Linked DNA regions of Mus musculus: all the other regions are linked to region 2. The links are chromatin contacts, called in public Hi-C and promoter capture Hi-C maps. All regions are on one chromosome and are shown on one strand. Each heading gives the region's core, a stretch centred on a gene start, on an enhancer-like site or on the middle of the called end of the contact. The rest is flanking DNA. Distances are from core to core; before and after follow the strand shown. Region 1 holds the start of Ap1ar (adaptor-related protein complex 1 associated regulatory protein). Region 2 holds the start of Papss1 (3'-phosphoadenosine 5'-phosphosulfate synthase 1). Region 3 holds the start of Zgrf1 (zinc finger, GRF-type containing 1). Region 4 holds the start of Fam241a (family with sequence similarity 241, member A).

Region 1 (7,167 bases), core at 1,959-4,458, 3.7 Mb after region 2:
AGGAAGGGAGGCCTTATATACCTGAAAGGCAAGGGTAGGACTCTAGAAAGCTGACATTAAAACTGCTTTATTAGAGCTGATCTATGTGTGTTGATAAGCTGCATATTCTACTTGGTCGGTTTTCATATCTTGTCATTTCATATGAATACATTCCCTAGCTATGATAAATTCCATACATCTATCTTGGGATATTCTTGGCTACGGTGGTTACTAACTTCATCCTCTGCCCAAACCTAAAGGAAACATATTTCACCTTAGTAGGAACCCAAGCCCATGTTACTCGAGCTAGGTTTCCTTCACGTTCACCTGTTGCATCAATGCTCCTCAAGGCTACAGGTTTTCTTTCCATCGGTTATTAACCAACAGTAGTTAACTGACTGCATGAAAAGTTTCAAATCTTTTCAATATTTCTTCAGAAAGCTTTAACCCCTCAGCACAATGGCACACGCCTATAGCCATGCTACTCACTCAGCCGTAGGACAGAAACAGTCTCTAGGCTGAGCTCAGACTCGACTGCGTGGCAAGACCCTATCTCAAAAAACAAAACGGCAAACTAGCATTGTTCACACATTAGTCAAAAGGCATTCCCTCTACTATTAGCTTTCAAAAATATTTCTGATGACTGCATAATATGAATGTACCAGCAAAGCTACCATCCCTCAAGTTAATCATTCATTTGGGGATTACTGATAAATAGTTTTCAAATGGTTTTCCATTACAAGTGTCAGTGTCTAAGGCTCAAGAGAGAGCCAGTTCACTGGATCCTTGCACATAACGGGGTATTTCATTTGCAGACCTTTTAAGTTGGCCAGCGAATGACTTATTATTGTAAGTTGCTTAGATTTGCTTAGTGAAGTTTGTTGTTTAAAGGTTTATTCACCTACATTGATTTTATAGACCATTCATATCCTAAGACCTGACTTAACCAGTAATATAGTATTTGTTTTTCACAGAGGTTTCTGAGAGCACCCATGAGAAGTGCCCTGTCAAGTCTGCAGCTGTAATTCCTTAAGCTTTGGGGGTTTTTGTTTGTTTTGTTTTGTTTTTTGTTTTGTTTGTTTGTTTTGAGACAGTGTTTCACAATGTAACTCTGGATGACCCGGAATTCTAGGAATCCGCAGACCTAAAAATCTCAGAGGTCTGCCTGGTTCTGCCTCCTGACTGCTGGAGTTAAAGGCATGCACCATCATGTCCAGCCCATTTCTTAAGCTTAAATGAGCAATTATCAAGGTGTCACATGAAGTTTCAAGAAATAATACAGAGGGGCTGGAGAGATGGGTCAGGGGACATGAGCTGGGTCCCTACTACCTACATCTGGTGACTTATAACCAATTCCAGCCTGTGTTGATCCAATGCCTTTTTTCTGGCCTCTATGGGCATCTGTATGCATGCTCGTGTGGGCGAGTGCACACACACACACACACACACACACACACACACACACACAGACCTTTTTAAAAGAAGTAAGATAATGTATTATTTATTATTATCACCATTATATCTTACATTACTTTCCCTCAATAGTAGTGTCTGACAAAGCCACAGGACAGTACCACAAACTCGGGCATGATGATATCCATAGAGCCCAAATACAGACTTTCTACCATGGATCCACTTCTTATCCCCTGGGAGCCCTTTGCTGTGCTTGTCATTTGTATCACTTTGCCTTTTTAAAACGTTCCTGTAAGTGTAGTTGTGCAATATGTAAGCTTTACAGACTTTAGTTTAGCATCAGTTTCTGCAGACTCATTCACTCAAGGCATGTTCATCAACACTGGGTAGTATCTACAGGCTGTGTGCACCAGCTTCCTTACGCACTTATAGTTCCATTTCCAAGGCTACATTATTATTATTGATTTCAGGTACTGGAAGAGAGGAGGAAAATGCAGTGACAATTTAGGAAACCATTAAGCCATTTCACTGGCATCCAATGAGCAGTGGGGCTTGTCCACTTGAATACCAAAGAGTCAAGTTCACTAAGTGCTAAGACTGAAATCATGGCTGGCCTTGATGCTAAGAACCAACAAAATGAGTAGTTGAAAGAATGTTTTCCTAGTAGTACTGTTTTCTTTTCTTTTTTTTTTTTCAATGTCACCATTTCACTCACACTAAAGTGGGTTAAAATTGTAATATATGGTATCAGTGGAGCATGTTATCCACAGAACTGGGCATTTGTGAAACAACTATGCCTTGGATCCAGTTGGGTTAGACAGGGTTTCATTACATAGACATGGCTGGCCAGGATCTGGCTCTGTAGATCAGGCCGGCCTCCAACTCCCAGGCATACTTCTGCCTTCTGCTTTTAAAGCTACCTGGTGTCTGAAAGGGGGTTTTTAGGGTGGCATTTGAGAACATGGACCTTTACCCCAGCCTTGCTCTTCTTAACTTGGAATTAGAATATTATATTTGAATTAGAAATGGCTTGTTCTCCCGAAAACCCAAGACCTTTTGCTGACTTCTTCTGGTTCTCCTCTTCTCCACCTGAAATTACTTTTAATTTAAAAAATAAAAAATAAAAATACAGGGTCTCACACAGTCCGGACTGACCTCCAACTTAATGTGTATCTGAGGTTGACTTTGAATTTATGACTCTGCTTCCATCTCTCAAGTGCTGTTGACTGCAGATTTTTCCACCACACTTCTACCAACCGAGCTACATGCCCAAGCTGGAACTTTTCGTTTTTAATAAAAGAAAATCCGCCTAGGAGTGCACAGTGTCTCTCCAGTCCGCTGGCAGTATAACGAGAATAAGCTGCTCCGCAAACGAGAATATTTTAAGAATTAAAACAAAACAAAACAAAATAAAACAAAAAGCCTCTTAGTGTGTTCTAAGTAACGGCAGTGAGTCCCTCCTCTCTGCCTCTAGCTCTGGTGCCATCCTGGAGCGCACTCGTTGGGTGACTTCCGACCCGCTGCTGCAGAAGGGGAGGCTCGTGCGCTCTAGGTACAAAGTTCGAAGGCTAAGCTTGCGCTCGAGCATGCGCTGCATGATCCCCACTGCTTGACAGCGGGCGACGAAGGCGCCAGAAGTGGCGTAGAGAGAGAGAGAGAGAGAGAGAGCAGATCCCCGTCTAGGATCAGGTTCAGCACACAGCACCTACAACCGAGAACAGCGCCTCCTGCCCGGCGCTGCCAGCCAAGCCGGAATCCAGCGGAAATGACGCCCGCGCCAGCCGCCGGAAGCGGTAGCCGCCAGAAACGTGTCCAATGGGAGCCCGGGAGCGGCAGGGGGCGTGGCGGCGCGGGCCTCCCGCGGCTGCCGGGGCGGTGACGGGCGCGGGCGGCCGGGCGGGTGGCGAGCGGGCCATGCGGACGGCTGGAGACCCGGGACCCCACGGCCCTGCGCTCGTCCCTCGCGCCGCGGTAGCCCGGAGCCCGCGGGCCTAGCGGCGGCCTTTGTTCCCGGCGTCGCCGTCTGCCGAGCTCCGGCCGGCGCGGATGCAGCTGCTCCGCCTGGGCTCGCGCTCGGGGCAGGAGGAGGAGCGGCGGCTCCGGGCGGCATGCGATGGGGAACTGCTGCTGGACGCAATGCTTCGGGCTGCTCCGCCGGGAAGCGGGTCGGCTGCAGCGAGCGGGCGGAGGGTAAGCGGCAGCGCAGGCCCGGGATGCCCGGGATGCGCGGCCGGGGATCGGCGGTGGTGGTGGTGCCCGCCGCCCCCGTGCAGGCTCCCTGTCCCTGAGGACTTACCTCGGGAGGTACGATCTCCTGTAAGCACCCGGCACTGCCTCCTGGACACACCCTGCTTTGACTTAACGCCAAAGCTTCTGTCTCTGTGTTTGGTCTTCCTTTTGGGCCTTGACAGAACAGGTGAAAATCTGGCCCCAAGGTTGATGCCCCAGGTGCATTTTAAATAGAAGTCACTTCTGCTCCAGGCTCTGGTGAACTCTTAGGTAAAGAGCTGCAGGATCGCAGTGCACACTGGCCATTGAAGCGACTGGTGCGGCTGTATGCGAATCCTTTCATAGCAATAACTTAGAATTTTGGAGAGGAATACCATGCTGTGATTGCTACCCTTATGCTCGATAATCTAACCAAAATGTCACCGAGCAGCACGTCTCTTGTGAGGAAAGTGGGATATGCTTCAGATTTTTCTATCCAATAGCAAAATTGTGTGATTACTGTTGTACCTTTATTTCCTAGAATAGTGAAAAAACAAAACAAAACAAAAAACCCGGGGGCACATAGCATTGATGTTGATTTTATTATTCCTAAGCATTTTTCGGGAATTAAAACCTAGAATCAAAAAATCTAAGCCAGCCAATCTAACTAAAGAACATATCTGTTTTGAACTTTCTTAAGCATGGTGCCCAATTTTCAGCCAATAGCTTTGTATTGGGAAGCTTTCAGCCCACACAAACTGGAACCAAGTGATTTGTAATTCGAATCTTTGGGTCATGAGTGCATTATAAAATGATTCACTAATTAAGCAGTGTGTCAAAGTAGTGAAGGTGTTACTCTATGCGTCCCTAGAATGGGAGGGGATGGACTTAAAACATTTCTACTTAGTTTGGTATTTTGATTTTCCTGATTTCTGTACTTTACTTTGACAGCTGTTGTGCATTGTGATCCAAAATCATGTTATTCCAAGTACTTCGTGAGTGAACTCGTTTGTGAAGCTATGGAAAGGGGCTCATGGAAGAACTGGACATTACAACATCTTTGACTTTATTATCATTCCTTGGAAGGCTTAACAGTCAAACTCTGGGAGGGAGTGCTTTGAATTCTGCGGTAGACAATGTTTTTGTATTTGACTTTGGAGTACATTACCCGGGTTCTGTAAGAACCTTGGGTATTTTTTTTTTTAACAGTGATTTTACAAATGATATCTTCATTACACACTATTCATTAAAATTGCGGGTTCTCCTGGCTCAGCCCAGGCTTGGCAGCATAGGAGAGGCTAGCAGGGTGAGATCACGTGAGGCATGTGATCCTTGTAGATATGTTGTAGTGCTTGATCGAGAGTCTGTACTTTGTCTTTGGCTGACTCCTTGAGTGAGTCCTAGGGGTTGTGGATGCTGATGCCGAAGACCATGTGATCTGTGTCAGTCCTGTTTCTTGGCATCTATAAGCATAGGCTTCAACAGTTCCCTTACTTGAATCTTCCCATAAACTTACCGTTTGGTATCAGTCTTAACAGTTCTAGCAGCTTCCTGGAAGCATGTGGTATTAAACTGCCTTTCAGTTTAGTCGCTGTTAGTTGTTTTCCTTTAGGTGTGCATCTGGGCAGTTAATGGGTACATGTTTAAGTGAAAAACTGGGCACTCACAAAAGTCTGCGTTGATTTTATGTCACTGTACTTATTAAGGCTAGAAAGAAATAGGACATCCTGGGCTCTGTTAGGCTCATTTACTCTGGACTCCACCACGGGTGCTTTGTGATTTGAGGCCTGGTTTCTTAGCCTTGTGGATTTCCCAGGAGTCTCTCAAAATGAGATCACTTACTCTACGCTTTGTAATCTCGGCACTATAATTACCAAGTACAGTTGAGTGTGCTCTAGTAGTATTTTATATGTGAGGATAACTAATGACCAGTCTAAGTGCTAAGGCATCTTGGAGACCTTACTACCAAGAAACAAAATACTGACATCCCGATGGGTTAGCCTTCTTCGTTTGGAGGGTTCGTCTCCCAGCATGTTCTGGAGAACTCCGTGTGCTGGCCAGTTGTTTTCTCTGGACAAGACTAGAACTCTGTGTGTGCTACCTTGCCTGGCTTATGCATTGCCGGGGCTCAAATCTAAGGTGTCATACTGAGCTACATCCCCAGTCCTACAAATTATTTGTTCTTAGATGGGTTCTTAGGAACCTAGTTGTGTTGTATTTTATTTCCCATCTTTAGGTTGCTGTACAGTTGCCCATCCTTGCTTCAGGTGAGTTGTCGTGTTACTCACACAGGTGTGATGATGTTTGGGGTGCTCTGTCTGACAGGTTTCAGCCCCTTGGATTCTAGCAGCAGCCTTGCTTCTAGGTGATAGTTCACAGAGATTAGCTTTTCTTTTCCTAGGGAAAATGGCTTTAGTGCTTGCCAATATTTAGCTACTTCCTATGTGCTGGGCGGTATTCTAAATACTATGTTACCTTATTTATTCTTTTGCACACCCCTGCCAAGTAATAACTGCTATTGAAATTTTAGTTCTCTATCCAAAATGCATGAAACCAATTTCTTACTTTAAATAGGATTTTGGAGTATTTCTATAGACAACACCCTTAGACATGGACCCAAGTTAAAGCATAGAGCTGATTTGTGTTTCATACACATCTTGTGCACTTGACCGTGACTTTATAGAGTACGTTCAGTCCGCCTATGGCTTTTCACTGTTTGCTTTGGGCAGCATAAGCATCTTACTGTTATACCCAGGCTGGCCTCGAACTCTCCTGCAAGTTGAGTGTCCTGTGAAGTCAAGTATGGAGTCCCCACGTTGTGGCCTCTTGTTGGCTCACAGCAGCTTTCAGAGCATGGGGCATTTTGGATTTTGAACTTTCAGATTAATGGTGTTCAACTTGCTCATGCTGGAGACCGAAAGCCAAGGCTTGAAAGTTTAACTTGCCTGAGATAACAGAGCTGGAATTGCAGTCAAAGTCCCTCTGAGACCAGAGCCCTTGTCTTTACCTGGGAAGAGCTTGCAGCTCTTTATTTTCTTCTCTCAGTCTTTTCTTCCCTGCCTCTGTTTTCAGAGGAAATGATTCTTCCTAATCATTTTTACTTTTGTTTCCTACCCTCTCCATAGAAAGTCAGTCTGTAGTCACCTTAGCTGTGAGCAGGAGGGTCATTGTCCTTCCCTCCAAATCCCCGTTCCCAGGCCCTCTCAGGGTTACTTCTGTGTCCTGACCACCTCTACATCTGTGCTGGTTAGGTGTTTTGACACCTGAGAAGAGGAATTTCCTACATCAGATTGGTCTGTAGAGTCCTCACTTTAGTGCTGACCCTGGGATATCTCTAGGATAAAGGCCAAAATATGTATCCTTCTAGATATCTGTATTTTCCCAGATTCTGCATTATGTATTTCTCCCTGTGTCTCCTTGTCTTGTCTCTGCTGTGTTCCTCCCTGAGTCTTATTTCTTCCCTATTTCTTCCTTGTCTTCACTTGAATAACACCTACTTAGTCATCTTTTCCACTGGCAATTCAGGAATGACTTTCCACAGTTTTCCTGAAGCATCACCAGCCTTCT
Region 2 (6,303 bases), core at 664-3,163:
TTACATTACACAACCCTGCTCCACCCCATCTTTATCTCTGCTCCCCAACAAAAACTACCTTCAGTAGTCAAACATGTCTCCGCTCAGGGATGTAATGGCTCCACCCACCTCAGAAATATGAGGTTCTCCATAAACTCATAAAAACCCCTGGGGCCAAACTAACCTTGCCTCTAAACTGCAATAAAACTCCTATCTTAGGCCACTCACTGTGGCCCATAAAAACATATGCCCTTAACAATCAGTTGCCATGGGCAACTGCAAAGCAAGCCCTGAGCCCCATGGTTTTTTATAGCTGTCAAATATGGATCTCTACATTAGCAAATAATGTAATACATAAATGAATTAGGGCAGCAGAAGAGTTGGCTCAGCAGTTGACAGCACTCGCTCTTACAGAGGATCCCCAGAACACACACAATGGTGGCTCACAACTACCTGTAACTGCAGCCCGAAGGGGATCCTACACACCCTTCTGGAACATCAGGCGCGCACCTGGTGCATACACATACACACAGGGAAAACACTCAGACTCAAAAAATAACAAAATGATCTTTAAATAAATGACTTATAGACAGACAGTATTACTGAAACTTCTTTGAAATACTCCAATTTAGTCAACTTACCTCCCTATCCGTAAAATCCTGTTAGCAACAATAGTGATGCTGAATCGGAGTTTCAGAGCAATGGTTTCGTTGCTCTTTCACCTTCGTTATCTTCTCTACTCAGAAAGACAATCCTGAGAAGGACACACTGTTACACCCTCCAGTCACCTGAGATTCAGAGTGGAGTGACTGTCCTCAAGATCACCCAACTTACAAACAGCAAGGCGGGGGACTGGAGCCCACGCCAGGAGTCTGTCCCTTCCAACCTCCTAATCTCCCTTTTATCTCACATCCCTCTCACCTTCTAAGAAGTTAAGGTAAAGGATGAAAGAAGACAGTGAGAATTCTTGAATCTGACAGCAGACGTGGCAAATCAATGACTTCAAAAGAACACTAGCCTGAAACAGCGTTTTTTTTTTTAACTTTCTCCTGACTCACCAAGGGCAGGTGATGATTTACAAGATTAAATTAAACTTCATGATCCTGTTACCTGCGGAATAAAAGAAAAAAAAAATCCATCTAACGCTGAAGCAGGGCCTTTGCAGCCTCCAAAGTTGGATGGTCTCCAGCTTCGCGCTTACCATCTTAGCTGCCACCACCAATGAATAAACTACAGAAGTAAACGACCCTCTGAAGCCATAGCACTTGGCCAATGAAGCCAACTGGCACTCGCTGTTCAATGTTAGAAACTATTAATCTTCCCACACCTAACTGTCACCAGAAATCGAGTCTTTAAAAGTATGTCTGTGTCCGACATTCCAATTTAAAACAGAGACACAAAGAACCTCAGTCCTGCAGTCCCGATCCATGAATGACCACATTGTTATTCTCTCAGTACACTGCAACTCAGAAACGTAAAGACTCGGAGACCGACCCAAACCTGGGCCAAGCACACCCGGAACGTGCAGAGGCGCCTCCGTCTGCCTCCGCCGCAGCCCTCCGCCTCGCCAGCCTAGGGGACAGCTCCGGGCCTGGACTCGCCTTCACCGGCCGCCGCCGCCCGGGTCCCCGCCCCCGGCTCCCGCAGGATGCACGGGCAGCCCGCGGTTCCCACAGCCACCCACGCTCCCCGCGCTCCGGCCTGCGGCCACCACTCACCCAGTTCTGCGCGTTATTGCTCAGCTTGACTTTCTTGCACAGACTCCCAGGAATCTCCATGGCCGCGGAGCGCGGATGCACTGCTGCTGAGAGCCCCGGGGCCGAGCAGTGGGAGAGAGGCCGAGGGGCGGGGCGGAGCAGGGAGAAGGGGCGGGGCCTGCACCCCGGGCTCAGGCGCGCGCTGACGTGCGCTCCAGCTAGTGATCGCCTCGGCTGGAGCTAGGCATCCGAGCAGCGTGGAGGGCGGGGCGAAGCGGAGGCGCGGGGTCGAGACCTCAACATCCAATCACCAGGAGGGGCGCTTGAAGCTCCGCCTTGACCCAGGACGAGGGGCGTGGTCTGAGGGTTTGTTGAAGAGAGCCTTCAGATGCTGAGCATGCGCAGTGAGCGAGGCGGAGCGACGCCTGCAGAGCTGGGCGTGGGAGACGCTCCCTAGAGCTGAGGCTGGTAGGGGAAGAAGCTGACGTGGGCTCCTGCTGCTCTCTAGCTTTTCTTCCGCAAACACTGCACAGGCTCGATGTGTGCGCTTGTCAACTAGGCCGACTTTGAAAAAATGTTTCCCAGCCCTGCAAAAAGTAGGATTACTTAAGTGAATTCACCATTACATGTTGCTCACCGCTTTGCAATCCTACTCAGTGCACAATGTTTTTTTGACATCAACTGTATCTCATCAAGGATTAGAAAGTATTTGTAAGGTGACGCCTTTCCCACTTGGAGAGCCGCTTTCTATCAGGAAATTTCTATGCAGTGTTTGTTGCCGCTGACTAGCCACAAAGGGGCTTCTCTAGTACTTGCTACTCATAGAGGACTAAAATCCAGGTTCCCTGGTACGCAAGGCGGAATGCTCACCTATAAAGGGCATTTCCAACCACATATAGTCCATGATCAGTTCGTAAAAGAATGGGGCTGGGAGGGGGAGGCCTTCTCCAGGAGTTATAACCCTTCGCACTCATCCCCATAACTTTAAGCTCACCATAACCATAACTGCAAACATCCACAGTCTCACAAAATTTAGCTGCTTACTCCGCTACTGATGACGACCAGTGATCACACACACACACACACACACACACACACACACACACACATATCAATCAACACTTGAGGCTTACTTGCATAGCCTATTGCTAGCAAGTCAGTTCCTATTTGCTCCACTGACAAAGTCTCAAATTAATCTCCCTCCTCCACGTCTAACAGGAGTCGTCATTGCACAGATACACGCGCCACACACCACACACACACACACATACACACCACGCACACAGAGAGACGCACACAACAAGTATCACTCCTCTGCCAACCTCTCTGTTCTCAATAGTGTCAGACAGGTACTTCTAACATGCAAATCAGATCTTATTCCTCCACCATATATATAAAATGTCTTTATTGCTTGCTTGTTTTGTCTTTCTTTCTTTCTTCCTTTCTTCCTTTCTTTCTTTCTTTCTGGTTTGTTTGTTTTTGTGTTCTTGAGTCAGGATGTCTCTTTATAGCCCTGGCTGTCCTGAAATTCACTCTGTAAACCAGGCTGACCTCAAACTCGGAGATCCACCTGCCTCTCACTCCTGAGTGCTGGGATTCAAGGCGTGTTCCATCCTTTAGCTCTATCTAGGGGATTCTTAATCTAATAGTATATAGGACTGAATTTCAATACAATTCTAAATTCTGCTTATAGCAGTCACAAGAATGAGACTAAAAGACTAAAAATAAGGACAATGATAAACAAGAAAATGTGGACAAAGGCCAATCACATATATTTATGAAAATGTCATAAAGAAACCTATTCTTTTGTATGCACCTAAAAAAATAATTGTTTTCTTTTAAAAGATTCTAAGTTTCAGACTAAGGTGGTGGGGGCGGGTGCCACCCAGAACCAGCCATTTCTCAGAGAGCCCCCATTCCTGCTCAAGGGAAATAGTGCATAGATACAGCTGGAGCCATGGGAGTCCTAATTGACTAAATTGGTCCTTACAGCTAAACTCTGTTGAAGCGTTCGCCCATCAAAAAGGCCACAATGAGAAGACTAAAGGGACAGCTACAAAATAAAAGGGACAACCGAGTGTATTTAAGTTCCGGTGCTTATAAACGTATTTTAAGAACAAATCCTTGAGAGGTGCTGTTGAACCAACTTTTTACTTTGCTGTGTAGCAGTAGTGCTTTTCCAACAGTATGATAGTGCACCGTCCAGGTGTCCAAAAAGCAAGAGCCAGATGAATTCCTGATACCTAAGTCGAGCCACTGAGCATAATTTAACTGTCAAATCTTTGTGATGCAAGCTCGTGTCCTGGGCAGTAGTTTGAACACTGTTGAGTCCTGCTTTCTGATGTCATCTCAAATCCATGTTACAGAAACCTCTTCCAAGATAGGTTTTGCTATAGTTTCCCTCTTAACCAGAGACACCTGAGAGGAAGTTTTTCTTTGTACTTATAAATTATCCTGACCGTACTTCTTCCCAGTTACTCAGCACCCCCTGTGAATATGTCAACGATGCCAAGGTTTTTCTCACTTGGACTGGTGAGAGTACAGATTCTTTCTGGGTCATTTGTCCTTGGACATTTGTAAGTGGCATTTCACATTTATAAGTGGCATTTCTCTGACTGGATTTGGCTCCTTCCCCTTGCTCTTGCTCAGGTGGACTTTGTGATCTCTGGAGCTCACTTTTCAAGTCTCTCTCCCTCCATCTCTGCTGTTCTGTCTTACAGTTCCATCTCTTTAGTTCAGATAAAGTTGATCTCTGCCCTGGCTCCGCCTCCCTGGACAATGGTCGGGACAGCTAATAGGCTGGGGCTAGGACTTAGTTTACCTTCCCATTGTTACTGGAGTTTTACAGAAAGTCATTGGTTCCTATAGGCCCAGCAGGGAATCACCTGCCACAATACACCAATTTAAGTAATGCCGAAAAAGCAATGGAGATTAAGTCAGTGTGGCATGTCGGGGGAGGGGAATATATAAATCGTTATGGTAACCCCCAAGGTTTATCTTTTGGTAGTGATATGCAATTTTACCTTTAAGTAGAGGTTAAGTACAGCTTTAAGTTGGAGGCAGGGAAAAGAGTGTGGCTTAGGTGATCATTATCTCAATTCTGGTTCTGCAAGGGGACCAAAATCAGTTCTCCTTGCCTAAAGAGAACAGTCTGGTACCCATAAGATTTCTCTAGCTCCAGGGTAGTGACTACCCATCATAGATAGTTTGTTTGTTTTTTGGGGGTTTTTTGGTTTTTTTGGTTTTTTTTTTTTTTTTTTTTTTTTTTTTTGCATGTGGGATGTGGCCTATCCTTTGATGCACAACTGCTCCACCCCAGATGACTTCAGGATTAGGACAGTGGCTCCTAACCTTTGTCCCTTGAGCCTTGAAGGAAAATGAGATAGATTAGATCTCAAAGGGGTTAGATGAACATTCCTGGAGTGATTAACAGAGCTACAGGCAGAAATTAAACAGGGTAAACAGTAAAAGGGACAGACACAAAGTAAAACTAGGTATGCTAAGCTTTCAGCCTGCGTTTAGTGACCCTGTGAGCCCAGGGAGACGACCACTCCTTTTAGCAAAAGCGACGTCTAATGGGTGTTCACTATCTGATATTACTGCTCAGTCCTGCCTGCTTCCCAGGCTCGGAAAACTGTCTCCTACCTTTGTTGGGTTTTTCTAGCTGTATCAGGTGAAAGAGCATCCAGTCTCTGCTGCCTTCTCCACATAGAAGCAAAAGATGCTTTTAAAAGTCATTATGGATGTTTCTTTTGTGTGTGTGTGCCCCTTTGTAGTAATAATAGTCATTTTAAATCTTAAAATCTACCATTTCATTGCACTGCCCTAAACAATGTAACTTAGTCTCTATTAAGCTCCAGGCTTGCCCTGGTTATACAGTAAGATCTTATCTTAAGAAACAAAGCTGAGATGGATGGAGCTGGGTGATCAAGTCACTCACCACAGGCGTGCCAGCTAACAGTTCTCATGTTGTGATGTTAGTGTGATGAAACTGAACAGTAAGTAAAGAGGTGGATGGCACTGGACGGAAACTGAAACTCAGGCAAGGTGAGAGAAAACTGAAATATTTTATGCAGCCTTGTATGCAAATACATCTCTTCTGTCTGTCAGCTGACAGGGGCTCAGGAGAAGTAGCATCCACCAGAACACATGCCTGCCTCAAAGATACTGGATTCCCAGTGCTACAGTGGTCACAAACAAGAAGCTGCTTTCTAATGTTGTTTCCAATAAAAAGATCCAGGGCTCCATGAGGAAATGACTCATTCTGGGAATATGAAGGAAACCATATAAGATGAACTAGAGCGTATTTTACTTAGAAAATAAGAAAATGCAGGGCTGGGGATAGAGTTCATTGGGCAGGGAATTCAACCCTAGCACTTGTGTTATGTGGGGGGTGCCAGGGACGGGACACGACATAATCCCAGCCCGAAGGATGGGGAGATAGGAGAATCAGAAATTCAAAGTCATTCTTAGCTAAATGGTGAGTTTTAAGTCACCCTGGGGTACGTGAAACATTGTTCAGGAAGAAAGAAAAGAAAGAGAAGGCATGGGAGAAGGGAAGAGAAGAATGTTTACATCAATACATCCACCATTGTCTTACTCAGGGTTTCTATTCCTGCACAAAACA
Region 3 (7,040 bases), core at 2,215-4,714, 4.0 Mb after region 2:
TTTAGCTAGAGTCAGGTGGTTGCGGCACACGCCTTTCATACCAGCACTTGGGAGGCAGAGGCAAGGGGATATCTTGAGTTTGAGGTCAGCCTGCTCTACACAGTTCCAGGACAGCCAAGGCAACACAGAGATGATGTCTCAAAACAAAAACCTTAGCTAGAAAATGGGTCCCGGAGTGACATCTAAGTTCACGAATGACCCCTGCACTTTCAGCTGGGTAAGATGCTTCATCTGCACCCTCAGTTTGATCATCAGTAAAATCAGACAAAATGCTTAACTTGTAAGTTGTGCAAACACAATTAACATGCTGAAGCGTCATAGCCAGCTCATCGTGTTAACAATCAAACAAATTAAATAATGTTTACTTACTGAACTTTCTTAATGTACAATAAAACCGACATGAAAATGTCTTTTTTTTTAATATTTATTTATTTATTATATACTGTAGCTGTCTTCAGACACTTCAGAATAGGGAATCTCATTACAGATGGTTGTGAGCCACCATGTGGTTGCTGGGATGCTCTTAACTGCTGAGCCATCTCTCCAGCCCGAAAATGTCTTTTTGACATGGTTACATGTGGGCATAACGGACATTTTATTATCAACAGAGTTTTCTTAACGCCCAATCAAAAGTCAAAAACACAGCTGTTACAGGCTGCAATAACTGCTTGGTACTTACCTTATTGCCTAAGTGAGTGATCTTCAGAACTCCATCTTGCCACACTTTGGACTTCTTCATCTTTTGATGAGTATATAGGACCTTATTTCCAAAAATGAGGAAGACATCACTGCCAGTTACACATATTTAATACCATATAGTTTACAGGTCATATAAAAATAAGGCTGCCATTCTTTATCAAAATAATAACAGCACAGGAGTCATCACAATGCCACCGTCAGGGAAGAGCTGTAGCTCAACAATGAACTGCAGGCTTAGCATCATGAGGCCCTGAGTTTAACCCCAGCATAAAAAACGGGAAAAAACAAACAAACAAACAAACAAAACCAACCACGATTTTAAGGCTGGGCAGCACCAGTAGGTAAAGGAGAAAGGGCAAGTAAGAGTCTGTAAGTATCAGAGTGTGCTAAGCGCCACATCGTCAGTGGGGAGGAAGCCCAGCTCCCAGTTGCATACTGTTTCTTATTCACATAGCTCTCTGAGTACAGTCCAAAGTCTGACAGCTCCGCAACGCTCACAGCATCTGAGGTCAGAACAACTTCACACCGCTTTTAACTTTAGATTCCACCTCCGTCAGAGGAAGAATGCAGTTCCCAGCTGTTATATGTGGTGCTGGATTCAATTAGATTGAATACAGAAACAAGTGTGACAATCCAGCTGCATGTTACTACCTCAAATGTTAAATATAAAGAAAAAAAACAAAAAAACAAAAACAAAACCTGTCTAGCAATGCAAGTGGGAGGCAGAGGCAGGCGGATTTCTGAGTTCGAGGCCAGCCTGGTCTACAGAGTGAGTTCCAGGACAGCCAGGGCTACACAGAGAAACCCTGTCTTGAAAAACAAAAAAAAAAAAGAGGAGGAGGAGCAGAAGAGGAAGAAGACAACTTACAATAAACTCTTGACATTCCATTGTGTCTTCTGAGATTATAAACTAGTCAGGTCCAGAAAACAATCAGTTTTTAGTCAGCATTTATATCCTCTAAAATGAAAAACAGCAAAGAATGGTCAATCGACCCTGATAAAAAGAATAAATATCAAGTACAAACTTTTTCAATAAATCCTGACTGGAGACAGAAACCAAACAATTCCAAGACTATGAAGCCACCAAGAGAAACAAAACTGTATCTGTCATGGAGGACAGAACTGCGTGACACCACACAGGAAAATAAAGGTAAAACTCATAGTTACTAGAAATCTGTAAACATCTCTCCAGTGGCTTGCTATATACCAGAAAATGGATTGTTTTCCCTTCAACATGTACTGCTCCTTAGAACCCAACTTCAATTTTATTTTTCAAAATCATTATACTTACCACAAGATGGCCCCCTTGTGTCTTAAATTTTTCCTGCTAGCGTAATCCCTAGTTATCCAAGAACTAGTTTCAGGACCACAAATATTAACATCCGGCGCCAGCCACTTGAGTTCACATATAAAACGTCATAGTTGTTTCGCATATAATAGGAGCATGCACATATTTTCTAACATAAATAAGTTATCTCTAGATTACTTGTACCTAGTAGGTTGTAAATGATATGCAAACAGTGATTAAACTGCATTGTTCAAGAAATGGTAACAAGCCTGACTTGGTGGAACACAACTTTGATTCCAGTGCACAGGATGCACAGTCAGGTGGATCTGTGACTTCAAGGCAGCCTGGTTGCCTGTCTACCTATAGGGCTCCAGGACAGTCAGGACTAACTACATAGATAGACACTGTCTAAAAGGAAGAAATAAAAATGATAATTTAAAAATCTGTATGCTCAGTACTAACAACTTTTTTCTATTTCCCATCTATAACTGGCTGAATACAGATCCAGAAATTACAGGTACAGAGGGTTGACTATATACCCTAGTCAATATAGCACAACATCCTAGAGCCAAATATACAATATATAATTCCTCTGCAAGGAAAATTTTGTTCTTTCTTTTACCCAGTGCTAGGGGCTGACAAAAGGGACTATATGTAAACTAGGTAATAGTGCTTACATGCATCCAGTCCTTTATGTTTGTTTAAAATAGGATCTGACCATATTGCACAATCCCGTCCTAGCCTCTGGAAATAGCTGGGATATTACAAGCAATATGCCACCACACCCAGGAAGAAAAATCTCTTGGACAGTGCTGCAGCAGCCACTGTAACTACCATGTTAACTATAAGGTCAAATTTTGAAATCTTGAAATCGTCGATGGTGAACTGAATACAGATGCAAAAGCAGCACACATAAGCACACATATCTTCAAGTGGTTCCAGGGACATGACCTGACAATTAGTTAGCAATGAACATTTTAGGTCCTATTCTTTTAGGTCCTATTCTTGATCTATTACGTTAGGAAGTCCAGCTCTGGAGCCCAACAACAGTTTCTATCTGGCCCTCTGCAGTGATGAAAAACTGTCACAATAGCTCAGAACAGCACCGCTCAAACCAGGAAAGTTTCCAAACCACGAACGGCCTGCTAAACCACAAGGAACAGTACAGATCCCTAAAAGAAACATAGCTTCACTTGCCAAGCCTTGACACTTCAAGGTTTTGTATCACTAAATAATAATGGCCCCCTTGGTCCTATGTCAGCCCCTAAAACACCCACAACCGGGATGGGCCGCTATGGTGACCGCCTCACCCGGCACTCTAACGGCGCCTCGTGGGTCGCTTCCGTGGAGGCGAGTCAGTGTCCAGTGCTCTCCCAACCGCGCCAAGTCGCCCGGTCTGTCCACCCTTCTTGCCTAGAACACGGGAGAGAAAAGTCTCCACTTCACCGGCTCAATGACATAAACTCCACTTTCTAATTTCTCCCGCCAACTTAAGTGACGTCATCAAGCAGGGACGGTACCGCGGAGGCCCCGCCCGCCGCCGTTCGCAAACCACCAATGGAACTCCGCGTGCCAGCGCAGTCACCGCGTGGCTCCCGCCCCCGAGATGCTCCGCCTATGACGTCAGCAACGAACCCTGGGCCTCGGACCCGTCTTTCCGTAGCGGGCTGAGAGAAGCGCGTCGCTACTCGAATGACGCAAATTTCCGCCGACCGCAGGGGTCGGGAGAAGGAAAGCGTGGGAGAACACAAGCGCTGACCGTGGATCTGGGGACGAGCACGGAGTAAGTCACTACTGGCCTGCAGAGCCTCTCAGACCCGTAGAGGTGGGAACTCCTCTCAGTCGGGTCTCCTGAGGGCCACCCTCCATCCGCGGTCCGCCTCACCCCGCCCCCGTCGCCACTGTGCCGTTGGTTTGGCGCCGTGCGTTGTGCGCACGCGCAGTTCCCTGGCGGCCCCTGCTATTCGGAGCTCAGTACAGAGGGGGCGGGCCGAGCTTGGGGTTGGGGTGTTTGGGGCACGCCCGGCTGCGGGGGGGGGGGGGGGGGGGAGTCTGTGCGGAAGTAGGGTTGCTCAGAGGAACTGTGGGTGTTAGGCAGGTTGTCTTCCCAAAGGACATCAGTTGTGAGAACTTGCATTCTAAAGTTCAGTCTTTTCTTTTTGCTAGTCCCTCTATAGAAAAAGCCGTTGTAGAAGGGGCTAACAGTAATGAATTTAAGTTCTGAGTGCGTTTATGAGAAATTAAGGAGAAATATGAGTGGAGAGTTCATTGAGAATGGAAATCCTCAAGAAGTAAGACTGCCTTTTAGTAGTCTTTCGAAGCCGGGCGGTGGTGGGAAACCGAATGACTTCATAAAACATTCACACTAAAAGATTATTTGGAGCAAAGTTCCAGACCGCTAAAGGGTTTGCCGTGACTACAACTTTGGTTCTCAATCTTTTGGGTACTCTTCTTTTTGTTTAAAGCCTGGAAAATATTATTGTCGAGTTCCTTTGAAAATTTTACATGTACCTGTGGAAACATTTTGTATGTGATTTTACAAACAAAACCTTTGATTTAAAATTTAAAAAAAAAAAAATGGTCTTTTGCTTTACATCTAGCACAGCTTACTTCCAGATTATCTGTGACATTCACTGTCTTTGGGCAGTGTTGCAACTTTGTAACTTGTTGAAAACATAAAGATGAAAACCATGTTTGCCCAATCATTGCCCCTGACCAGTATATGTTAACATTCATTTTGACTTTATGCTGCATATTGATCTGGTCTTTTCTCCTTTAAACAGACTAGTTCCACTTAAATTTACCATATTCCTTTATATTTGTATAAGCATGATTTTACCTTTTGTTTAAAAGTTTGTCTTATAACATCTCATGGATTCCTAAGATGTCTTTAAACTCCCAGAAGTGTCAGGGAGGTCAGATGAAGAATTCCTGGGACAGCCCAGGCAGTGGTGACGCACACCTTTAATCCCAGCATTTGGGAGTTGGCAAAGGCAGGTGGATTTCTGAGTTCGAGACCAGCCCGATCTACAGAGTAAATTCCAGAACAGCCAGGCTATACAGAGAAACCCTGTCTTGAAACCACCACCCACCACCCCCCAAAAAAGAAATTCCTGGGTCAGAATATAGTGTGAATGCTGACAGAGTGTAGCTTCTACTAAACGGTAGACAGTGTAAGAGTCAAACACCTCGGTTTGCTTACCTACCTAGTTTTGACTGAATTACATAACCTTTCAGCCTCCCTTTGAAAAGGGGAAAGAAACGACCAAGTAGGATTGTCAAGATTTAAAACTATCTATCTATATAAATATCTGGCATTGCTTCACAGTAATTTCTTTGTTCCAAGACTGTGAGTTTTGTGGGTGGATGTTGTTTGTTTGTTTGTTTGTTTGATTGTTTGGAGGCAGGATTTTTTATGTAGCTCTGGCTGTCCAGAAATTCTGCAGAGCAGGCCAGCCTCAAACTCAGAGATCCACCTGCCTCTACCTCCCAAGTACTGGTATTAAAGTTGTGTATCACCACATTCATTTAGCAGTATATTTATGACACTACAAAAAAAAAGAAAAAAGAAAAACTTATCAGAATCACTAATGTTTCAAGTTTAGAAATAACCTTCACAGACTAGAAAGATAGCTCAGCCATGAAAAGCTAGGCTCACTCCCAAAAATATAAAATATAACCATCATAAACCATATGAGTATTATGGACAGGTGACACAAACTTCTGTAAAGGATAGGTGACTTCTAGTGCAATTATAAACTCATATTCTAATAGCAGATGGAGAAAACATTAAATGGGGGTAAGAGCCATTTCAAAGATGAAATTGATAGGATTTAGTGAAAGATTGGTAAAAATAACATGGCATCATGTTTTCCATGGCAGCTTTTCCCCCTTTGGGTTTTGGTTTTGTTTTGTTTTTTTTTGTTTGTTTGTTTGTTTTGTTTTTTGGGGTTTTTTTTTTGTTTTTTTGGGGGGGGGGGTAGGGGCAAGACAGGGTTTCTCTGTATAGCCCTGGCTATCCTGGAACTCAGTTTGTAGACCAGGCTGGCCTCGAACTCAGAAATCCACCTGCCTCTGCTTCCTGAGTGCTGGGATTAAAGGCATGCTCCACCACACCTGGCTGGTTTTTGTTTTTAAGATTTATTTTGTTTATGAGTACAGTGTAGCTGTCTTCAGACATACCAGAAGAGGGCATCAGATCCCATTACAGATGGTTGTGAGCCAGCATGCAGTTGCTGGGAATTGAACTCAGGACCTGTGGAAGAGCAGTCAGTGCTCTTAACTGATGAGCCATCTCTCCAGCCTGCGAGTCTTTTTTTAAACTTATGTAATATACATGTGTATGTATGAATGTATGTGTGTATACCGGAATATACGTGTGTGTGTGTGTGTGTGTGTGTGTGTGTGTGTGTGTGTGTGTATGAATGTATGCGTGTATACCGGAATATATGTGTGTATGTATGAATGTATGCATGTATACCGGATGCCCACAGAAGTCAGAAGAATGCTTGGATCCCCCTTGGAACCAGACTTATAGGCGGTTGTAAGCTTTGATATCAGTGCTAGAAACTGAACCTGTGTCCTCTGCAAGAGCAATAAGTATTCCTAACCACATCTCTGCAGACTTCTCCACAGCAACATTTTAAAGTGCTTAAACCACATTTTCTTTAATCAATCTTCACAGACTTGTGTCTACCTTTTATGGACCACAGAAATGAGAAAACTTCCAGACACATGCAGATATGGTTTGGTCAACTTGGTGGATTATAGTGTTAACATTAGTGAGGATAAATAGATTTTGGCCGGAAAGAATACATTTCCTTTGAAATGTGTGGAATGGCAATATAATTATTCATTACTACAGGACCTTGGGAAAGTACAAATAGGGTTAGGAGTGCAGCAAGGGCTGAGGAGTGGTTCAGTGGTAGGATATGGAAAGCCATGGGTCTAATTCCTATTCCTAGCATCAAGGAGAAAGACAGACAGAAAGTGGGTAGAGATGAGGAAGCTCTGTAACCAAGGTGTAGCCATTTAACTAACTGGTTTTCTTTGG
Region 4 (6,682 bases), core at 536-3,035, 3.7 Mb after region 2:
GTGAGCAAAAGGGACAAGCTTCTGCCTAGCCCAAACAAAACAAAACCACTTTTTAAAATAAGCCTGTAAGTCCCTGCCTATTTAATTCCTTGGCTGGGCCTAAAGACATTTTGGGTACTAGTCTTTTCTTTTTTTAAGGTTTATTTATTTTATGTATCTGAGTGCTCTATTGCATGTATACCTGCATACCAGGACAGGGCATTGGATTCCATTGCACATGGTGGTGAGCCACCATCTGATTGCTGGGGATAGGACTCAGGATCTCTGAAAGAACAGTCAGTACTGTTAACCGCTGAGCCATCTCTCCAGCCCCTGAAGGCATTTTAAAAGAGGCTTTCCCAAACGAGTTACTCGTCTCTGGGCCTATTTGTTAAATAGGAAATAATTTCCATCGACAGTCTGATATACCAGCTACACCATAACCTTTTCCTCAATGCACGGATTAAAGGAAAGCAAAACCATTCGTTGTTTTACTTTCATGCCCCCCAGTTTACCCTTATATGATGGGCTAGCAAGAAAAAAGAAAAAGAAACTCGATTTCTCTCTCTTACCAGTCGCTGAGAATTTTTAAACCATTTCTAGAAATGCACACTACGGCAGAGAGACCAGGAAATGAGCCCAGGGCTCCCACAAGCCACACACACTAGGAAGCAGAGAGAAATAGGCATGGTCACTCAGAGATGCTTAGGGAGAGGAGGCAAAAGGGGAGGAACAAGCGACAGAGAGCCTGCATTCCTTCCTAGGCACAAGCAGCCAACAGCACACCCAGGCACAGCTGAGCGCCCGCTGCAGCTGGTATGGAGGGATACTGTGTGTTTGGGTGGTCTTTCACACTCCCAGAACCTCTTACATGTGCCCACACCTTCATGCACACAGCTCCCTCTCATATGAGCTTCTTATTCTCAGTTGCCCTCTTCTGTATACCTACATCCTCACACAAACTTTCAACACCTATGATCTCCCACACTGTCCTGTCACAAAAGACTCTGGTATACAGTCTTCCACAATCTGTTGTGTACAGGCACACAATTAGACACAGGCTTTTATAATACTCTATCAGACAGGGTCTCATGCATCTAATGGTCTTTTTCATATAATCTCCTGTAAGCACTTGGTTACAGTCTGTTACAATGTTTCTTACACACACTTTCTCACAACACATAACTTCCTCCTCCTCCTCCTCCTTCTCTCTCTCTCTCTCTCTCTCTCTCACACACACACACACACACACACACTAAACACAACATCTAAGTGTGTGTATGTGTGTGTGTGTATAGTTACTCACACACAATCACACATGGGCTCTCACATGCATTAAAAACCTGTCAGATACAATCTCCCTCATGCACCTATGGCCGATTTCATACATAATCTCCCTCATGTAGTCTGTTACAGTGTTCCTCACCTCTGACACTCTCTCTCTTCCTCTCTCTCTGTCTTTTACACATACACACACACACACACACACACACACACACACACCACAGGATATCTGTCTGTTGTGTACAGATAGTTACAGATACACAATTTCACAGATGTCATATACTTTAATAGGTGTCAGACACATACAACCTCCCTCAGGAGCCTATGGCCTCATTCATAGTTTCATGCACTAACTGGAATAATGCTACACCTCCCTTGGTTCCGCCCCTCCCTGGCCCCGCCCCTCCCAGTACCCTGCCCAACCCACCAGGTCCCGCCTTCATTGGGCCGCGGTCCGCTATGGCCCCGCCCCTCCTCCCGCCCCCGCCCCCGGGGTTCCGCCCCCGAGCTGGGGGTGGGGCGAGCGGCTGACAGGAGGGGCGGGCGGCTCCTGCACTTCTGGCCCCCAGGCCGGCGGGCGCGCTTCTAAGGATTCCCGTGTGCGTCGGGAGTCCCGGTGTGGCCAGCGGCAGCCGTGCGGGCGGCCGGAGTCGGCGGTGGGATGTGCTCGGCCAGGAAGCTGCTGCGGGGCGGCGCCGGCAGCGCCGGCGGGGAGTGCGACGAGGACGGGGCGGCGCCGGCCGGGCGGGTTGAGGAGCCGGAGCACGGGGCGAGCCCGCGGCGCCGGCGGCCGCAGGACGAGGGCGAGCAGGTGAGCGCGGGCGCGCGGGCCGCGGGGTGGCGGCTGGGCACGCGGCGAGCGGTTGACGGGCGGGGCCGGGCTCGGTGGAAATGCCCTCCGGAGCCTCACCTCAAAACCACCCGGCAACTTGCGCTACGTGGGCGCGCCGTGCGCTCGAATTCCGAGCACTGCACGCGCCCTGGACGGGGTGGGCGGACGGCCCGCACAGAGGATCGGGAAGCACGGGTCGGTGCCTAGGTGACACCGGGACTCTCCCAGAGCAAGTTTCACAGCACCACCGAGCAGAGCTGAACTTCATTTTAGAAGTGGAAAGGAAAAAAAAAAAAAGAAAATTGCCTGCTGTGAGCACCAAAGGGAAGGAAGCTTTAGTAACAGACATAATAAGGAAACTGGGTACTTTTAAAGTTCTCAGAATTGGATATCATTGAGAAGACTAAGGGAAATTATAACATCAGATATCTGTAAGACTAGACTAGCAGTTGAATGTAAAGATGGAGTTCTACGTGGGACGATTTTTTTTTTTTTTTTTTTACAGGCAGTACAGTAATTAGCTACTCAAAAATCCCCCAGATACAAAGACCTTTAGAAATCACATAAGTAAGCCTAGACTTCTGGAATCATCAGTTAATAATACCTGTAACTTGTCCTCTAATATCACTAAGTACATTAATAACTAAATACATTAATAAAACCCATTACTTAAGAAACAAAAATAATGCTAATGTGGGCTTGATCACCGTGTAGACAGTAATTATTCATCTATGTGACAATATAGGAGCCAGTGACTGAAGCAAATAAATTGGTAGCTAGGAGATCTTGCTGGTGCCCTTGCGGGCGGTGTTCTTACCAAACTGTACCATGCATGTCTCAATAGAGAAGGTCTTGATTTCCTCTTACTCTTGCTCAACTGGAAAACACAGCCAGCAACTAAAACTCCCTTTCCAAAAGTAAATGTGCAAATGGTTGTAATGGCATATGTGAAATCCTTCCCTTAACCATCTCTGGACCTTAGCAATACAATGACATGGACAGCGCCAGGAACTCTAGTCTTACTGATATTGTTACTAGAACAAGGAAAGGGGATGAAACAAAAAATTAAATATACATTCTAGAGAATAGATACCCTATCACATGCCTGCTTCCTCTATTGTACTATGAAATTTCATTTTCCTGCCTGCTTCTGCATGTTGCTTGTGTCGTTGTAATTTTGCTACATACTTTACCTGTATACTCTTAAGTCCTCACACTCATGGAAAAAAACACACCTGAGATCCTACTATATCAGCACCTGGGAACTTCTTATCAGGAGCTCAGAACTGGTACAGCCCAACTCGATAATGCAGAAAGCAAACTTTTGTGATCAATCGTTTGGCAACAGTATCACAAAGCCTATCATCTAGGGTTTTGTTTTGGTTTTTTTTTTTTTTTTTTTTTTTACAACCTGCAAATGAAATTTAAAAATCCATGCAATGTCACATAGATAGAGCTGTTTTTGTACACATACTATCTGAAGGAGAATTAGAGTTAACAACATAAAACATTCCAAAAAGTCATTTTAATTTTTCATCATGGAGATATTCTCCTGTTCTTCTTTTTGGATTGGTTTTAAGGATACCAGAACTCCAAATTATAAATTGAATAATTCTGGAAAATTCCTTTCTAAACTATTTAAAATTTACACAGAATTTTTCCATAGAAAATCAATGACAGAAACCAAAATGGAAGCAAAACTAGTTAGGTTGAAAGGAGGCAGTGGCCGTTTTCCTGCCGTCTTTCTGCTTAGTGTATTCAGTTGCTTTTCCAGAGCCTCAGCCTCCTAGACATTGAGAGGGAACTGAAGGCCACAGCCCTCTGCAATGCCTTCTTCTCTTGGGCGGGGCCAATGTGGTGGGTTCCAGAATCTGCTTTTTGTCAGTTCCTAATCTTACATGTTCTATCCTGTTCGCTTTCTGTTTCCTTTTCTGATAAGAAGCAGGCTGGGTTAGTTCCCAGCCTACAGTCTCCTCATACATCTCTCCCATCTCTGCCTTTCTTCTGTCTGGAAGGCCCATTCCCTCAACCTGGAAGACTTGTATAAACATGTATCCAAAACTTCTTTTCCCTCTGCCTTGTTGTTGCTAAAACGCCCGATCAGAACGCACCTTCACTTTACGTCCTGAGATTCTGAAACACGGCTGTGGATACAGGTGGTTTATTTGTAACTAACATATTGTCAGCATCATACTTTACAGTTTGTCCTTAGCCGAGACTCCATTTGAGGAAAAGCTAAGCTAGCATTTCAGCCTGAATCCTTTCCCAGGCGGGATGAGTGACAAAAGAGGTCTTGTTAAAATCAAGGATTCCTTAAAAAGGAAGCCTTGAGAAAAAGAAGCTGTGTCCCACGAGAAGTACAAGGCCAGCCTCTAAGAGAGATAAGAATTCTAGAGAAGGAGTAATGTGTGTAGCTATCCAGGGAACCGGGGAGTCTAGACTTAGAGAGCTGTGTCCACATGAATTTGTAATTCTGTTCAGGAGAGATGATCCAAGTCTATGGTTGACAGTGACTGCCTGGTGGTTTTGTGGAAGATGAGTCCCCTGCTGGACGGCTGGAAGGCTAAACCTCTCTAGGTCTTACTCATGTCTGTAATGTCAGTGGCATTTGCTCATATACAACATAGATTACGATTCACGATAACCTGAGATGGCTGTATTTACAGAAAGCATGGGGGCAATCCCATGACTCCCAAATTGACTTTAGAATTATTAATATTAATTTTGTGATTATATACATAATATGTATTTCAGGAATTCTAAAATACATGTGAAGAAAATAAATACTTGTAAGGAATTATTCCAAGTGATACCCTGAAGTCCAGCACTTTGGGGTTACTGTATCTGTTTTGGCTTAAGTACCCATGTATACATCATGCGCTTCAGCCAAGTTTTCTGTCTGATTTTTCCCTTTGTGGGGGGGGGGCTACTCTTTTCTGAAGGGAAAGAAGGAGGAGTGGATCTGGGGGAGCAGGTAGTAGGGTGGGAGGAACTGGGAAGAGAGGAGGGAGAGGAAACTGTGGGATGTAATACATGAGAGGAGAAAGAATAAAAAAGGAAAAGAAAGTGAGCATTATTTCCCCCATATTAGAAAAATCCCATGAAAGAATGACTTTTAGATTTTCCCAGTAGTCCATTCCCCTAACAGTGCACACTTAGGTGACTTCAAACTTTGTTTCATAAATAATACTGTCTAAAAAATATGCGCTAGTAATCATCACACTTCTGTTGATGTTGAAATAGATTCCTACAAGTGGAGAAAGTAGGTTGGAAAGAGCCAAGCTCCTGGAAGCGACTTGCAGCACCCCAAGGGGTGCATTCAACAGATGTCCTGCTTTTTGTCGTTTTGGTTGTTGAGGCAGTCTCACTATGCAGCTCTGGCTGGTGTGGACCTCAGTATGTGAAACAGGCTACCCTGGAACTCACAGAGATTCCCCCTGCTTCCTTCAAAATAACTAACAATGCTTCATTTCTGCTTTTCACCTGTCGCAGTGCCTAGAATTTTACAAAGACTGATACTGACTTAGAAATATAAGTAAGTAAGAAGATGGACTTCTATGGCAGTGCGTATCAAAGGTTTTCAAAGGTGATTCAGAAAATAATGGGGTAACCTTTGATCTGTCACTAGAGGTAGGGTTTGCGTGTGGATTCTGGATGGGTTTGTACTTAGAACTGAAGCTTTCGGTGAGTTAATTAACCCTCCTCTGTGGGCTTCAGTTTCTCCATTTGTATAATGAGAATGATAATTATGCCAGCTTCCTAGGAGGGGTGGATCGCAGGAGTCAATAATGTATGAAAAGCTTTCTTCGAGAGGTCCCTAGTGCATTAGCTAGCATGCAGGTGTTAGCTGCGGGAGCCACTTTGTCAAACCGGAACTGAGAAGAAATGTGACAAGTAGTCTTTAAGGTTTTTCACACCCACAGTTAACCGAGAGACCAGGCGGAGGGCGGCTGTGGCAGCACTCTCAGCTAACGTGCATGACCTGTCATCTCTGGCTAACAAAGATTTTGATGTAGCTAATTTTCAGTAAGGGTCTGACCCTTGACATCTCTTACCAGAGTCTCACGTGGTGCAGTGCTATGACCACAGACCACGGTTTGGCAGAGAAATAGAGGGAATACAAGTGCACTAACCCATATCATTCACTATAATGGCCCTTTAGGATAGTACTAATAGATCAGTAATAGATGTATGTAAGGAAGCCATTTAACAGCTTCTCCCTCAAGTGTATATTTGAACTCTTGGTAAGGCAAGAGTTCACAGGCAACGTAAGCTGACAAGGTAAGGGGTACCAGAGCAGAGGAGAACCCAGGTCTCTAAACTCCAAAGCTAGTCCTCTTAACTTACATACAGAGTCACCATCATGGTGACTGGTCTCTTATAGCTCTGCTGCTTTCCCTTAGATTATATAGCTCAAGACTAGGACTTTGTCTATACCAGACTGCTTCACATCTTTTAAAAGCAGCTTGCAGACAATACTGTGTCAATACTGAGTTTAGATAGTCAGTAAGTAGTTCTCAACTGAAGACAGTCTTGTGTTAGGATCCATGTGACACTGTGTTAATAACACCTTTGATTGTTGATACA

Evidence for each region. Promoter capture Hi-C pulls out the DNA fragments that hold promoters and counts their contacts. A called contact is a pair of places that touch in the nucleus more often than the background predicts.
Region 1: a promoter capture Hi-C map of hippocampal neurons shows a contact between it and region 2, with 4 times the contacts expected there. The contact joins the promoter of Ap1ar here to the promoter of Papss1 in region 2. A contact is called at or near these places in 4 of 39 promoter capture datasets (hippocampal neurons, liver and pre-B cells) and 1 of 484 Hi-C or Micro-C datasets (CD4 T cells).
Region 3: a Hi-C map of B cells shows a contact between it and region 2, with 5 read pairs. The contact joins the promoter of Zgrf1 here to the promoter of Papss1 in region 2. A contact is called at or near these places in 1 of 39 promoter capture datasets (pre-B cells) and 2 of 484 Hi-C or Micro-C datasets (B cells and CD4 T cells).
Region 4: a promoter capture Hi-C map of pre-B cells shows a contact between it and region 2. The contact joins the promoter of Fam241a here to the promoter of Papss1 in region 2. A contact is called at or near these places in 1 of 39 promoter capture datasets (pre-B cells) and 1 of 484 Hi-C or Micro-C datasets (CD4 T cells).

The regions. Positions count from the first base shown.
Region 1 is chr3:127,833,564-127,840,730 of GRCm38.p6, reverse strand. It overlaps Ap1ar (adaptor-related protein complex 1 associated regulatory protein), which reads left to right and starts at 3,208. Exons shown (of 10, transcript NM_145964.3): 1 at 3,208-3,582. The coding sequence starts at 3,506. Gm43653 (a long non-coding RNA gene) reads right to left here and starts at 3,234. Exons shown (of 2, transcript XR_003954551.1): 1 at 2,548-3,234; 2 at 1-1,865.
Region 2 is chr3:131,560,378-131,566,680 of GRCm38.p6, reverse strand. Papss1 (3'-phosphoadenosine 5'-phosphosulfate synthase 1) reads right to left here and starts at 1,913. Exons shown (of 12, transcript NM_011863.2): 1 at 1,698-1,913. The coding sequence starts at 1,757.
Region 3 is chr3:127,549,913-127,556,952 of GRCm38.p6, reverse strand. It overlaps Zgrf1 (zinc finger, GRF-type containing 1), which reads right to left and starts at 3,464. Exons shown (of 26, transcript NM_197997.2): 1 at 3,298-3,464; 2 at 1,568-1,657; 3 at 680-760. The coding sequence starts at 1,588. Larp7 (La ribonucleoprotein domain family, member 7) reads left to right here and starts at 3,604. Exons shown (of 13, transcript NM_138593.2): 1 at 3,604-3,770.
Region 4 is chr3:127,891,426-127,898,107 of GRCm38.p6, reverse strand. It overlaps Fam241a (family with sequence similarity 241, member A), which reads left to right and starts at 1,785. Exons shown (of 2, transcript NM_027482.3): 1 at 1,785-2,074. The coding sequence starts at 1,925.